Regions from separate parts of the Salmo salar genome. Here region 2 is linked to region 1. Evidence: chromatin contacts called from public Hi-C data. All regions are on one chromosome and are shown on one strand. The core of a region is the stretch at or near the end of the contact, and the rest is flanking DNA. Distances in the headings are between cores, read along the strand shown. Region 1 holds the start of LOC106583953 (WW domain-containing transcription regulator protein 1). Region 2 overlaps LOC106583953 (WW domain-containing transcription regulator protein 1).

Region 1 (7,380 bases), core at 1,115-3,614:
AGAGCTCCCGAGACAGGATTGTGTCGAGGCACAGATCTGGGGAAGTGTACAACAATGTTCTGCAGCATTGAAGGTCCCCAAGAACACGGTGGCCTCCATCATGCTCAAATTGAAGAAGTTTGGAACCACCAAGACTCTTCCTAGAGCTGGCCGCCCGGCCAAACTGAGCAATCGGGGGAGAAGGGCCTTGCTCAGGGAGGTGACCAAGAATACGATTGTCACTCTGACAGAGCTCCAGAGTTCCTCTGTGGAGATGTGAGATCCTTCCAATAGGACAACCATCTGCAGCACTCCACCAATCAAGTCTTTATGGTTGAGTGGCCAGACGGAAGCCACTTCTCAGTAAAAGGCTCATGACAGCCCGCTTGGAGTTTGCCAAAAGAGAGACTCAAAGAAACAAGATTCTCTGGTCTGATGAAACCAAGATTGAACCCTTTGGCCTGAATGCCAAGTGTCACGTCTGGAGGAAACATGGCACCATCCCTACGGTAAAGCATGGTGGTGGCAGCATCATGCTGTGGTGATGTTATTTAGTGGCAGGGACTGGGAGACTAGTCAGGATCGAGGGAAAGATGAACGGGGCAAAGTACAGAGACATCCTTGTTGAAAACATGCTCCAGAGCGCTCAGGACCTCAGACTGGGGCAAAGGTTCACCTTCCAACAGGACAACGACCCTAAGCACACAGCCAAGACAATGCAGGAGTGGCTTTGGGACAAGTCTCTGAATGTCCTTGAGTGGCCCAGCCAGAACCAGAACTTGAAGCTGATCGAACATCTCTGGAGAGACCTGGAAATAGCTGTGCAGCGACGCTCCCCATCCAACCTGACAGAGCTTGAGTTGATCCGCAGAGACTGGGAGAAACTCCCCAAATACAGGTGTGCTAAGCTTGTAGCGTCATATCCAAGAAGACTCAAGGCTGTAGTCACTGCCAAAGGTACTTCAACAAAGTACTGAAAAGTTCTGAGGAAAGGCTCTGAATATTTATGTAAATTTGATATTTAAGTTTTTTGTTTAGAATAAATTTGCTAAAATAATTTAAAACCTGTTTTTGCTTTGTCATTATTTGGTATTTTGTGTAGATTGATGAGTGGGAAAAACAATTTCATCCATTTTAAAATAAGGCTGTAAAGTAACAAGGGGTCTGAACAATTTTCGAATGCACTGTATATAGTTGAACATAGCATCCTACAAATAACCAGCAGAGGGTGACTCCATTTTCACATTCACACTGTTGGTAATGCTTACAAATTGGATCATAGCTATAAAAGTAGCAGAGATCTCACTCTTAGAGTATATTATGTTCAACAATATATTTAAACAAATGCCTTTTTCTAAATGTTGATTTTTCTATATTCATAAATGAATGTAAAACCTAAAAAAAAATCAAAATACTACTCATAGTACAGAGCAAGCGGTAAAGCTTCTTATGATACCAATATTTGCTTTTTAGCACCTATAGATGAAGCTATATGGAGTCTTAAAGGAGGCCTGGGTGAGGACAAAATTTAATAAATATGCCAACTTTGATAAATGATTTCTCATATGTTTTTAGATACAAATCTCAAATATATGTCAACAATCCTTTGCCAGAAAGACTATTCAATAGTTTAAATTTTGTGAAATTTCCCAAAATCATGGTCTTTATTTTTGTCTGGGTTTTGCGAGGTATAACTCATTAGTGAATCTTTTAGATTTAAACAAAAACTTTAGACAGAATCCACCATGAGTAGTCTAACATATGTTGACATAGTAATGAAATGATAGCAAACACAGTGTTTTTGTCATTTTTTCTAATGTAGACCTCTGGACACACTATACAGAATTGGCCTCTGTGTTGAATAAGTGGGAGTGAAAATGCACTGTGGAGGGAAAAAGTAGGGTAGCCTACATCTGACATGCATGGGCGCAGCCTATCTTTCATGATACTATATATGGGCAAATTAATGACAAAACATCTCAGAACCTCACAAGTTTCAAGTTATTATTCAACAGATGGGTAATTTTTTTCACTACTTTACATTCAAAATGATTTCACTTGTCCAATCGACAGATAGGCTCTGTGGTCAGTTTTCCACTAACTTGAACTATTCTTAACATTGTTTTAGTTCTTAGTCTCTAGGCCTATAGACCATCCCCAAATTATCTCCAAATGTAACAGAATGAAGCAGCCGTGATTTGTTGCTAAAACAAACTCTCAACAACTCTATTCCGCAACTTTGTGGAGTTGAGTAGTAACTATTTAAACATTTTTATAATTGTTACACCCGCCATCAATAGTTTCAGTCATTTGAGAGATTGTTTTGTAATCACGAATCTGTACTAAACCCCTCTCGCGCCGGAGCTCATGAATAATTCATGAACGACTGCTGACACAGGCGTCGTAAAAAAGTTGAGTTAAACTTTGGGACGGGAGTGAAGTTCGGGCAGCACCAACAAGAGCTATCGAACTGGCCGAGGCAAAGAGAAAGTACATTTCTTATTACTTTTCTAATGTAGGGATACATTTTAGTGTTTTTATCTAACTCTTTCAGAATTGTTTTAACGCGAGTTTGACGGCAGTAAGGTGATAACTATTTTTATCCACACAGAGGAGGGTTTATGAACGTTTCAAGAGAGCTCAAGGTTTGATATCTCTCTTCGCCTCGAAACGTTTTCGTTTTATATTTTCTGTATTGCGTTGTAACTTTACCACTAAGCCAAAATGAGCAACCCACTGCAGCCAATGCCAGGACAACAAGTTATCCATGTCGCTCAGGACTCTGATACGGATCTCGAGGCGCTTTTTAATTCGGTTATGAACCCGAAACCCAGTTCATGGAGGAAAAAAATGTTACCCGAGTCTTTTTTCAAGGAGCCAGATTCTGGATCTCACTCCCGACAGTCGAGCACTGATTCGGGCAGCCACCCTCCCAGGCTCACCGTACAACACGTACGGTCACATTCCTCGCCCGCGTCCTTACAGCTTGGATTGGGAGCCAATCCAACTCCAAGCCCAGTACATCACTCGCATATCCGGCACCAGTCTTTCGATGTTGCCGAAGAGTTGCCCCTGCCTCCTGGATGGGAGATGGCCTACACGTCAACTGGACAGAAGTACTTTCTCAAGTAAGCTTTTTTATTATACAGAAAACACACAAATGTCCCCAGTCCCTTTAAAAAACAAAACACCAGGTTCAGTCAGTGCAAGCCTCACTTCAGATAACTTTGGTTCATCTCAAGTGATGGGCCTAAATGGGTTGTAGAAAATCTGTGTAATTTGAGTGTAAATCCCAACAACAATCGTTTTGGCTCACTGTGCTGAACAAGTGCCCCCTTTTGAGCACTGTGCGGCCAGTTTGACTGAGTACACTGTTTTTGTGTCTTTGTTTGACGCTGTCAGCTAAGACCCTATAATGCCACCACTTATGCCGCGTTCAAAACAACTGGGAACTCGGAAATCTCCCACTTACGACTTCAGTGCGTTCAAAACAACTGGGAACTTGATCATCCAACTCGGTATTCCAACTCGGCCTCTTTCTACAGGTCCGACTTTCCGACCTGAAGATAACCGAAGTCATGATTAGACCTCATATTTTTCAGAGTTCCCAATTGTTTTGAATGCGGCATTGTTCAAACAAGTCGAACCTAATTCGACGTGTAGCCTCAAATATTTTGCGTGAGCCGTAGTCTACCTGTCTGTGCTTGCAGTGAACACTCACATTTTTCATGTAGGCTGGTAGGATAATCTCATTGCTAGAATTAGTCAGTGTTGTGCTCGACCTATATAATAATATAAACGAGCACCTGGCCCTAGTAAACTCAATGGAACGTTTCCCCATTCATTAGTGAAGTATCTCCTTGTGCAACGTGATCACAGACCACCTCTAGTGTATTGTGCAACAGCATTGAAGTTGTCTTTGGTTTCGTTCTGAGCCCCAGCCGGTTAAACCACAATGGCTGTAGTGTTTCTAATCCTCACCCACGCACGGGGATAAATCATATTTTATTTGTCACATGCGCCAAATACTACAATTGTAGACTTTACTGTAAAATGCTTACTTACCATCTCTTTCCCAACAATGCAAAGTAAGAAATTAGAGTAGAAATAAAGGAAATGGTAACACAATAAAATAGCAATAATGACACTATATACAAGGGGTACCAGTACCGAGTCAATGTGCAGGGGTACGAGGTAATTGAGGTAATTTGTAGGTAGAGGTAAAAGTGACTTGGCAATCAGGATAGATAATAAACACAGTAGCAGCACCGTGTGTGAAAGTATGTGTGTGTGAGCGACCGTAGGTAGCCTATGTGTGTGTGTGTTGGCGTGTCAGTGTAGTATAGAGTCCAGTGACTGTGTGTGACTGTGTGGGTAGAGTCCAGTGAGTGTGCTTAGAGCTGGTGCAAATAAAAAATGGGTCAATGCAAATAGTCAGGGTAGCCATTTGATTATCTGTTCAGTCTTATGGCTTGGGGGTAAAAGCTGTTCAGGAGCATTTTGGTCCCAGACATGGCGCTCCGGTACCAGTTGCCATATGGTAGCTGAGAGAACAGTCGCTGACTTGGGGGGGCTGGAGTCTGGGCCAATTGTGCGCTGCCCTATGGGACTCCCAATCACGGCTGGTTGTGATACAGCCTGGAGTCAAACCAGGGTCTATAGTGATGCCTCTAGCGCTGAGATGCAGTGCCTTAGAACGCTGCGCCACTCGGGAGCCCACACTTAATGGTGGTGTTGGAGTCGTGCATGACCAAGCAGTCGTGGGTGAACAGGGAGTACAGGAAGGGACTAGGCATGCACCCCTGAGGAGCCCCCGTGTGTAGTTGCTTACCCTCATTACCTGGGGGCGGCCCGTAAGGAAGTCCAGGATCTAGTTAGAGGGAGGTGTTTAGTCCCAGTGTTCTTAGGTTAGTGATGAGATTAGAAGGCAGTATGGTGTTGAACTCTGAGCTGTAGTCAATGAAATGCATTGTCACGTAGGTGTTCCTTTTGTCCAAGTGGGTAAGGGAGGTGTGGAGTGCAATAGGGATTGCGTCATATGTGAATCTGTTGGGGCAGTATGCAAATTGGAGTGGGTCCAGGGTGTCTGGGATGATGGGGTTGATGTGAGCCATGACCAGCATTTGAGCCATCAAAGCATTTCATGGCTACAGATGTGAGTGCTACGGAGCGATAGTCGTTTCAAATCAAATTATATTGGTCACATACACATATTTAGAAAATGTTATTGCGGTTGTAGAGTAATGCTTGTGTTCCTAGCTCCAACAGTGCAGTAGTATCTAACAATTCACAACAATACACACATCTCAAAGTAAAATAATGGAATTAAGAAATATATAAATATTAGGACAGGTTACCTGGGCATTCTTGGGCACAAGGACTATGGTGGTCTGCTTGAAACATGTAGGTATTATGGACTGGGTCAGGGAGAGGTTGAAAATATCAGTCAAGACACTTGCCAGCTGGTCAGCACGTGCTCTGAGTATGCGTCCTGGTAGTCCGTCTGGCCCTGCTGCCTTGTGAATGTTAACCTGTTTTAAGGTCTTACTCAAATTGGCTACGGAGAGCATGATCAGACAGTCGCCCGGAATAGCTGGAGCTCTCATGCATGGTTCAGTTTAGCTATCCTCGAAACGAGTATAGAAGGCATTTAGCTTGCCTGGTAGGCTCGCGTCACTGGGTAACTTGGGGCTGGGTTTCCCTTTGTAATCCGTGATAGTTTGCAAGCCCTGCCACATCCTACGAGCGTCAGAGCTGTTGTACTAGGATTCAATCTCAGTTCTGACGCTTTGCCTGTTTGATGGTTCATCTGAGGGCGGAGCCAAATTTCTTATAAATGTCCGGATTAGTGTCTCGCTCCTTGAAATTAGCAGCTCTAGCCTTTAGCTCAGTGTGGATGTTGCCTGTAATGCATTGCTTCTGGTGGTGATATGTACGTCCGGTCACTGTGGGGACGACATCGTAGATGCACTTATATGGTCAATTCCTCAATGCCATCAGATGAATCCTGGAACCTATTCCAGTCTGTGCTAGCAAACCAGTCCTTTAGCTGAGGAGCCGCTTCATTGACCCACTTCCATATTGAGCATGTCACTGGTACTTCCTGTTTGAGTTTTTGCTTCTAAGCAGGAATCGGAAGGATAGAGTTATGGTCAGATTTGTCAAATGGAGGGAGAGCTTTGTTTGCGTCTCTGTGTGTGGAATTAGTGATGTAGAGTTTTAGTTTTTTGCCTCCAGTTGCACAGGTGACATGCTGGTAGACATGAGAAGACCGATTTGGGCATGGTTCGGAATGTGCAGTATGTAATTCGCCTCAGTGTCATTGAAGTAGAAATCCTCATCCACATCGAGGTTAGTGATCGCTGTTCTGATGTCCAGACGCTCTTTTCGGTCATAGGAAATCATGGCAGAAACATTATGTACAAAAAAAGTTAGGATCAGATAAAAAAAATAAAATTAAAAATTAAAAAAAATAGCACAATTGGTCAGGAGCCTGTAAAACAACTGCTATTCCCTCCAGTGCCATCTTTTCAGAATAAGTGACCTTTCACCTCTCACTTTAGCAGATGCCCAAGGTATACTGAAATTAAATGTGTGTGTGTTTGACAATATCAATGTGAGGCTCCATTTTGTAACCTGTTTCAAACACACACACACCTGTGATCCCTGTTCTTGTTCACCTTGATAAGAAAGGGATTACCTCTGAAAAGAAAAATGACAAACTACCGTAAATTCCGGACTATAAGCCGCAACTTTTTTCCCAGGCTTTGAACCTCGTGGCTTAAACAATGACGCGGCTAATATATGGATTTTTCCCGGTTTCCATTTTTTCTCTCTCCAAAAAACACATTCTGTGACGTGCTCAGTTTTTTGGCGGCATGAAGCTTTCATTAGACCAATGAAATTGCCGAACGGGTTAAGGTCAAACAAGTTTTTTGTTTACTGTTTAGATTAAATCGAGCGCTCTCTAACTTCTCATCATTCTGATTACGGTAGTCATTTTGTCACCCTCATCATGGCAAAGACACAGAGAAATGCATATGATGCAGCATTCAAGTTGAAGGCGATTGATCTGGCTGTTGGAAAAGGAAATAGAGCTGCTGCACGGAAGCTTGGTCTTAATGAGTTGATGATAAGACGTTGGCAACAGCAGCGTGAGGAATTGACTCGGTGCAAAAAGACAACTAAAGCTTACTGCTAATTTTTTATTTTTTGTTACAAGCCGTGTTTCGTTAAAGCCTGTGTAAAGTTCATTTGTTTCAATGTACCGGTAGGCACCTGCGGCTTATTTATGTTCAAAATAATATATATTTTTGAATTCAGTGGGTGCGGCTCATATTCAGGTGCGCTTAATAGTCCGGAAATTACGGTAAATAAAAAGTGATTACCTTATCAGTGCAG
Region 2 (7,309 bases), core at 2,050-4,549, 84 kb after region 1:
AACAGACACTTCAAAAACCTTATTTCTTATTATACATTTTTTGACTGTCTGTTTTGCCTTTTTATGAATGTGTTATTCAATGCATTTCTATGGGCTATAGTAGTAATTTTATCAAATCATTTGTATTTTTTTTTTATACCTTCCTTAATAAAATAGCTAAATGATCCATGGTACGACCACCTTAAAACAATTCCATATGTTAACTTAGTAGAACCCACCCCCATAATAGTAGAACCCACCCCCATCTGACCAATGACGTCTTTCACCCTGGGGACTACCACAATAACATGAGCAGTCCCTTTCCACAATAACACCAAAGAATGTGTGTGAACCAACCAAAAGCCAGGATCTGTGTTGCCTGAGAGAGGCATGTTGTTGTGTTGAAGGTGGAGAGATAAGGAAGCCCTCCCCACCCTCTTATGCTCCACTTAGTCTGACAGAGCCTGACATCTCCTTCATAACACAGATTGGCATTGACTGGTTAATCTCATTCACGTTAGCATTAGCCTAGCTAGCACCGCTAATAGACCTAGCTAACCCATATCACAGCCACCTGGCTCAGCCTGCAGAACATCACCACTGCCTCTTTCAGTACAGTGTGTGTGCGCTTTGTTATGCCATTTTAGTCGATGACATGGAAAAAAGGTGTCTGCAGTTGGAGAGGGATGGGCTGAGTGTGCAGTGGAGGGGTAAACTAAAGGAAGAGTGAGAGAACCAAACAGGTGGAAAATTTAAAGAGAGACCTAGGAAATTTAGGACAGAGCGGAGCGGGATCGCGGGTGTGTGGCCCAGTGTGTGAGTGTATGAATGGAGTCGCTCATCCTGAGTAGTTGTATATACACCGCCCTGCTCGACTTGTTCAAACGTCACTGGGATGTTTTTCTCCTCCCTACTCTCTACCACTGCTCTATTTGAGAGATGTCACACACACACACACACACGCGCGCAAACTCTAAACCTACGACTTTAAAATAAGGTGACCAGATTTCTGAAATTAAAACCGGGGACATTTCCAGTTCGGCGGTCAATATATCATTAAAATATCCAATGTTATTATCTACGAAATAAAAAGGGGACAATTCCAGTTTCATGTATTTAGTCTAACAAGCTCACTGTGATAGAGAAAACAACTATATTACACAAACACTACAGACAAGACAGAACGGTCCAATCTGAACAGCCATTCAGTGGTCCTGGTAGTCTGGGTAGAATAAGAGCATAAGAGAACATGAGCAAAATTAAAAAAACAGGCAATAGTATGTGAAATACTTAACAACATAAAGAAATAAGAGGATGTGATTGGTAACTACATAATATACTTATACCAACCTAATCTGTATTTCTCAGAAGAATGTATCTTCTCCAGGATTGCTCTGTCTTTGGCCAGCTTCTCCATGAACTCCTGGCAGGGGAGGTTGAAGTTTGTCTTCACAATAAGCATAGGAACAGTGAACCTATTTCTTGCTGCTGTCCATATATCATTCCTTCCGTTTCTTGGAAAGGGCCTCCTCTGTCTGCTCTTCTTACTCTCAACTTTTTCTTCTGCTCCAATCTTTCTCCTCCTCTTTTCTTCACTCGTCTTTCTTCCTTTCCTTCTCTCTTTACCTTTCCACCTCACTCTTCTACACTCTCCTCGCTTCACTCTTTTTACTCCCTTAATTTTTCCTTCTCCTTCCTCTCCAATCTTTAATAATAAATAGTACACTATTAGATAAAATACTTTGGTTAACAGATTCCCATTGCTTGCCTCATTTTTGTATTTTATCTCAAAAACATTGTTTGGAGTAATAAATTGGCAGGCTCTGTAATCATATCTTTACCATTCCTCCTCTTTCACTCTTCTTCCTATCCAGTCTTCCTCTCCTTCCTCTCCACTCTAACAGAAAACATTATGCTAATGTTATCCATGAGAATTTAAAAATGTATTTTCACACTACTTATTATAATGCCAAACCATTAAAATTGTAATCTACAAATAAATATTCTCATAATTAATTGTGCATTCATTTAATATAATCATATTTTCAAAATAGCCCGTCCACTGCATGTTTACATGTGAACTTTTTTTTACCTAGCTACCATGACAGTAGCTAGCTATCCTAGCTAGATAACTTAGTCGACATAGCTTATGTTAGCTAACATAAGCTATTTAAAACCTTATAGAGCAGATCATATATCCTATATAAAAAATGGTGACATAACATCACTAGCTAGTATCTCAAACGATTGTAACTTACCTGGCTTGAAAATACTTTGTGGTGATATTGTGGATTCACTTGACACTTGCTAGCTTCTGGCTGAGTTTTCCACAGCAGTTTTCTCTAAAACTAGAGTGAGCCAGTGTTGCCAACTCCTCAGTAAGGAAAGTAGCTATTGGCTGTTCTAGAAGTTGCTAAATGACGTCATCACCTAATTTGCATAATTGGCCATGTGCATGTAATTGTGATGGACGTTGTAGGAGAGAGGAATAACGTCGTGGGAGAGACAAAGTGAGTAAAAAAAAAAACTAAATATGTTTAGAACTACAAATGAACTTTATTTTTTATTTTTATGTCACAATTCCAACCCTCCTCCTTTATCTAAGCTTGGGACTGGCAAAAGTCCCAAAAGAGACACTCCGGTGGACTTACTTCATTTTTTATTGTTTTGTTTTTTTGTTTAGTTTTCTTAATTTGTTTTGGTTTTTAACCTTATGGTCCACTTAGGAGCCTACAACAAGTCACAGTAAAACATGAAATTTTTTAACCATAACATAAAAAAAACAAATGTTTGTATGCAATCTACATTAACAATCTAAATGGACCAAAAAGAGACAATAGAAAAAACTGTCAATGGCAATGTAAGAAAATGATGGTAACTAGTCTGGCCCTAATTCAGGTGAATTCATTTTTTATTTTTATGTAAGCCAGGGCGGGATCAGCCAGCGGCGGCTTCCCGCATGCGCGATTCATTTGCAGCCTGGAGGCAGAGGGGTGAATATCTCCTGCTCTGACTGCAGCTGCGCGAGGACTGGGCCGCCTGTGAGTGCTTTGGGATGGGGGTGGGGCCCACGGCAACACCCGCTGCTCGTTGAGAAGAGTAAGAACAATACGTGCTTTCACGTCAGGGTCTCCAAAAGTCTCCAATAACACCAGAAAAAGTCGCTAGATTTGTTGCTAGTCACTTTTTTGAAAATGTGTGGCTAGAGGGCTCTGAATACTCTCTAAATATAGTGACAAAGTCGCTAAGTTGGCAACACTGCCGCGAGCAAGTAGTTAGTAGAAGAAGAGTGAATGAAGCTGCTATAGCTATACAGCCCCCTCTGTTGGACAAAACGAGCACAACGCGATTGAGACGTCAACCGGTAGGCTCTGCTGCCTGGTCTTTCTTGCCACGTAATATATAATTTCACTTTGCAGTCTGTTTTTAATGCACTGTTAAAAACGGGGACATTTCTGGGGACAGGCCACCAAAAACGGGGACTGTTCCTGGAAACCGGTGACGTCTGGTCACCTACTTTAAATGAACTCTGATGGATGTTCCTAAAGCACATCAGGACTAATCCTGACTGGAGCTTGTGGGCCTAATTCAAACTTTTGTGCATATCTTCCATGGAAAGTTTTCACAAGTTTAATTTTATCTCTCAAAACTGGATTTGATCATCACCCCCCCCGGACACCCCAGTCTTTGTTGAAGGGGAATTATCTTTGTCTTTGTTGTCCTGATGGCTGTTTTCTACTGCTTTGTTTTCTTCTCTTCTCTCCTCTCAGATGGACATGTTAGCACACTTTGCTTTAGGGTTTTAACAGACAACACACAGGTCTATGGTTGCCAGTTACAGGTCTTGATCCCGTACTGTCGATTCTGTCTACTCCCTGAGGAGTGCTGTGATTCTTGTACGGGTATCTAGAGTGATCATCACCAATCCTGGTTCTGGAGAGGTGATGGTGTGCAGGGTTTTGTTTCAGACCAGCACTAAAACACCTGATTCTAAGAAACGACTAGAAATATACTGTAGCTACCTGGTATCTCTCCACTACTACGTTTGGTGATCATGACCACTGTCCCTGTAGTTCTAGAATAGATTCAGTGGAATTTCACCTCCCACTCATCCCTTGACACTCTATCTCCCATGGCAACTCGGTGAGTGAACTCAGCCGTTTTCAGATTTAGCTCTAGTCATGACTAGGCTCATCTCCACTGTTAGCCATGTTGACTCATCATGAAACTTGTGAGAAAGCACTCTGCTCCTCTCCATTCCACTTCAACTCCTTGACTGTATTCTTAGTCAAATCACCTGATGAAACAAAAGGTGAGTGACTGAGGAAGAAACATTGAAAATGTGTCAAACTGTAATTATTTAGCTTACTGTTCACCAGTATGTTTCTGCTCCAAAGAATTCAAATCCCCCAAAAGCTTTATTGTCCAATCAAATGAACATACTGTAAGATATGAAATTTGGTCACAAGAAACCTGCATCAGTCAGGCTTGGTAAAGTTGAAGTACTCTGGCTGACGTGGTGTTGCTGCTGCTTGTGAACAGGAGAGCTACCTGATGGCTGGGAGCAGGCTGAAAACCCTAGTGGAGAAACCTACTTCATTGACCACAAAACGCAAAGAACGTCTTGGATCGACCCGCGCGTGGATGCTCGCCTCAGTAAGTACCCTCTGGACCGCAAGTGGACCGCAAATCCCCCAAATCGGTACCTTTTTCAACTTGATCAAACCTCCAACCCAACCAACCCCCTTCATCCCCAAAATTACTAGCATTAAACTAATCAAACCATGCCCCTTGATCCCTCATACCTGACCATTGACCCCTTTCCCCCTGTTGCCTCCTGGGACTGAGCTTTGCCTGTGAGAAGCTAGAGGAATGCTTTGCTTGGACAAGAGTTAGCTAAATCTTCCTGAGAAACCCAATCACATGCTTATCTGGGTACCAAGTCTGATTCCAATAGCCAATGACAGTGCCAACTCTGATTTATGAAAGCCAATAAAAATGATTGCCTCTCCCTCCCACCAGTGACCAATGGTTCTCCTGCTTTCTACATGTGATTGTCACTTCCTGTCCTGACAGTGCTCTCCTATCCCTGCATGATGATTGATTTTGCATGTGTACTTGACGTATGCATTTGTGTGCTTGTATTTCAACTAAAGTATGTTTTAGTTTCTGTGTGTTAGTTAGTGATGTGAGTGAAATAGTGGGAGATGTCGTATCTGAGGTGTGTTTATGCGTGGACGAGGTGCGTTTATGATTTGGCGTGTGTGTCTGTCTGGGGGAGCAACAGGAGAGTACCCAGGAGCTCTGTGCGCTGGATAACCTCCGCACCGTCAGGTCCCTAGATGGATGCTGTCCGGTCCCTAGATGGATGTTGTCCGGTCCCTAGATGGATGTTGTCCGGTCCCTAGATGGATGTTGTCCGGTCCCTAGATGGATGTTGTCCGGTCCCTAGATGGATGTTGTCCGGTCCCTAGATGGATGTTGTCCGGTCCCTAGATGGATGTTGCCCGGTCCCTAGATGGATGTTGCCAGGTCCCTAGATGGATGTTGCCAGGTCCCTAGATGGATGTTGCCAGGTCCCTAGATGGATGTTGCCAGGTCCCTAGATGGATGTTGCCAGGTCCCTAGATGGATGTTGCCAGGTCCCTAGATGGATGTTGCCAGGTCCCTAGATGGATGTTGCCAGGTCCCTAGATGGATGTTGCCAGGTCCCTAGATGGATGTTGCCAGGTCCCTAGATGGATGTTGCCAGGTCCCTAGATGGATGTTGCCAGGTCCCTAGATGGATGTTGTCCGGTCCCTAGATGGATGTTGTCAGGTCCCTAGATGGATGTTGTCCGGTCCCTAGATGGATGTTGTCCGGTCCCTAGATGGATGAGGTAAGACCAACGAGGCAAAACAGAAGCTTTCTTTGACAGAGGAGAGTTAATTGGTGTCAGATTTTAAAATGGGAATTGTTTGGACTGGTATACACATCCAGGAGAGGAACATATCAACACTAAATTGCTCTGTTAAAAATTCCTTTTGAATATGGAAAACATTAACTTATAGTCCACTTTATCTTTAGCTGGCACTGCCTTAAAATAATGCATTTACTTTTTAGTTTTAGTCTTTCATTCCCCCAGCCAGCCGCCCAAACGGGTCCTGTTGCACAAGAGGCTGTCCCCAAATACTGGCTGTGTGTGAGTGCTGCCAGCCTGCCTGATCCCCGACCACACACACTCGCGTGCAAGCATGCACATACAAACACACGCAAACATACACACAAAATTCGATCCTTACAAGTGTCACTTCCACATATCCTTTTATATTATATTAAATCACTCTGCTGTCTCTTATCAAATGTAACACACCCACGAACGCACGCACACAGGAGATGGTGGAGGTTTTATTGAGTTTGTCAGTTTTTCCACGTGTTAGCTGATGCTGTTTCTGGGAAGTAAACGAAACTAGGTCTTTGTTGGCAGAGCAGCGCCACTCGGTACCTACGGTCCCCCCCCCGTTTCTCAGCCTCCCTTTCTTCCTTTCTGTTTTTCTCTCAACACCCTTACCTCCTCCCTTTTACTTTGACCCCAACTTCTCTGCTACTCCTTTCTCTCTCAATCTCTCTCTGTCTCTATTTCTCTACTGATGTTGTGACAGAGTTGTGAGGGGTTGTAGTGTGCTGGCTCGTCGTCTTGTTGCTCTAGTCTATCGGCGAGGTTAGAGAGGGGGAGGTGAGGGGAGAGAGGTGAGGAAGCGCGAGGGAGATCATGGGAGAAGAGGAGGGTAAAACAGGAGGGAGGAGTGTTATTTTACTTGTGACTGAGGCTGTGTGGAGCTGTGCAAAGCCTGCAGTCTGTTTTCTGCAGCCCCAATATGCACTCTCTGACAGGATGTGTCCTGCCCTATAAGCTTGTCCCAGACCCAAACCTACAAATTCTGCTCTGAGTTGTGTGCAATTGCATGCATGTGTGTGTCTGTCTGTTTGGCCCCTATCCAAACTTAGGGCCTCCACTCAAGCTATTTGGTTCTAACAAAACAAGGGTATAATAAATAAATGTTCCCATCATTGTCATGTACTTTAGCCCAGGCCTCTTAATAGCTGTAAGCATAATCTATTTGATATGTTTGAATGTCTAATGGACGGTTTCCTGTCTGGCCCCTTCACCAAACGTGAAGGCTGTTGCGATGAATAGCTTTGGAACCAAAATGGCCGTGCATCGAGCCTCTGGGAATTACATCATTGAGTGTAATAGGACGATTATGGATGGTTATTTTGCCGAATTGTGAAGTACGTTAAGGGGCTCTGAGGAACACCTTATGTTCCACAAATGTGTTGCTTTTATAG

What was found. Hi-C and Micro-C count contacts between places; a contact is called where the count stands out from the background.
Region 2: a contact with region 1 is called in a Hi-C map of muscle, with 3 times the contacts expected there. The contact joins the enhancer-like site here to the promoter of LOC106583953 in region 1. A contact is called at or near these places in 2 of 3 Hi-C or Micro-C datasets (gill and muscle).

The regions. Positions count from the first base shown.
Region 1 is chrssa23:4,071,462-4,078,841 of Ssal_v3.1, forward strand. It overlaps LOC106583953 (WW domain-containing transcription regulator protein 1), which reads left to right and starts at 2,365. Exons shown (of 7, transcript XM_014168665.2): 1 at 2,365-3,107. The coding sequence starts at 2,704.
Region 2 is chrssa23:4,154,057-4,161,365 of Ssal_v3.1, forward strand. LOC106583953 (WW domain-containing transcription regulator protein 1) reads left to right here. Exons shown (of 7, transcript XM_014168665.2): 3 at 4,522-4,635. Among protein-coding and RNA genes, the nearest start is that of LOC106583956, 29 kb to the right of the region's middle. Within about 2 kb of position 3,300, at least 3 of the 13 cell types and tissues checked have an H3K27ac peak or open chromatin away from gene starts, as enhancers often do. A contact at or near this core is called in gill and muscle, where this site is marked.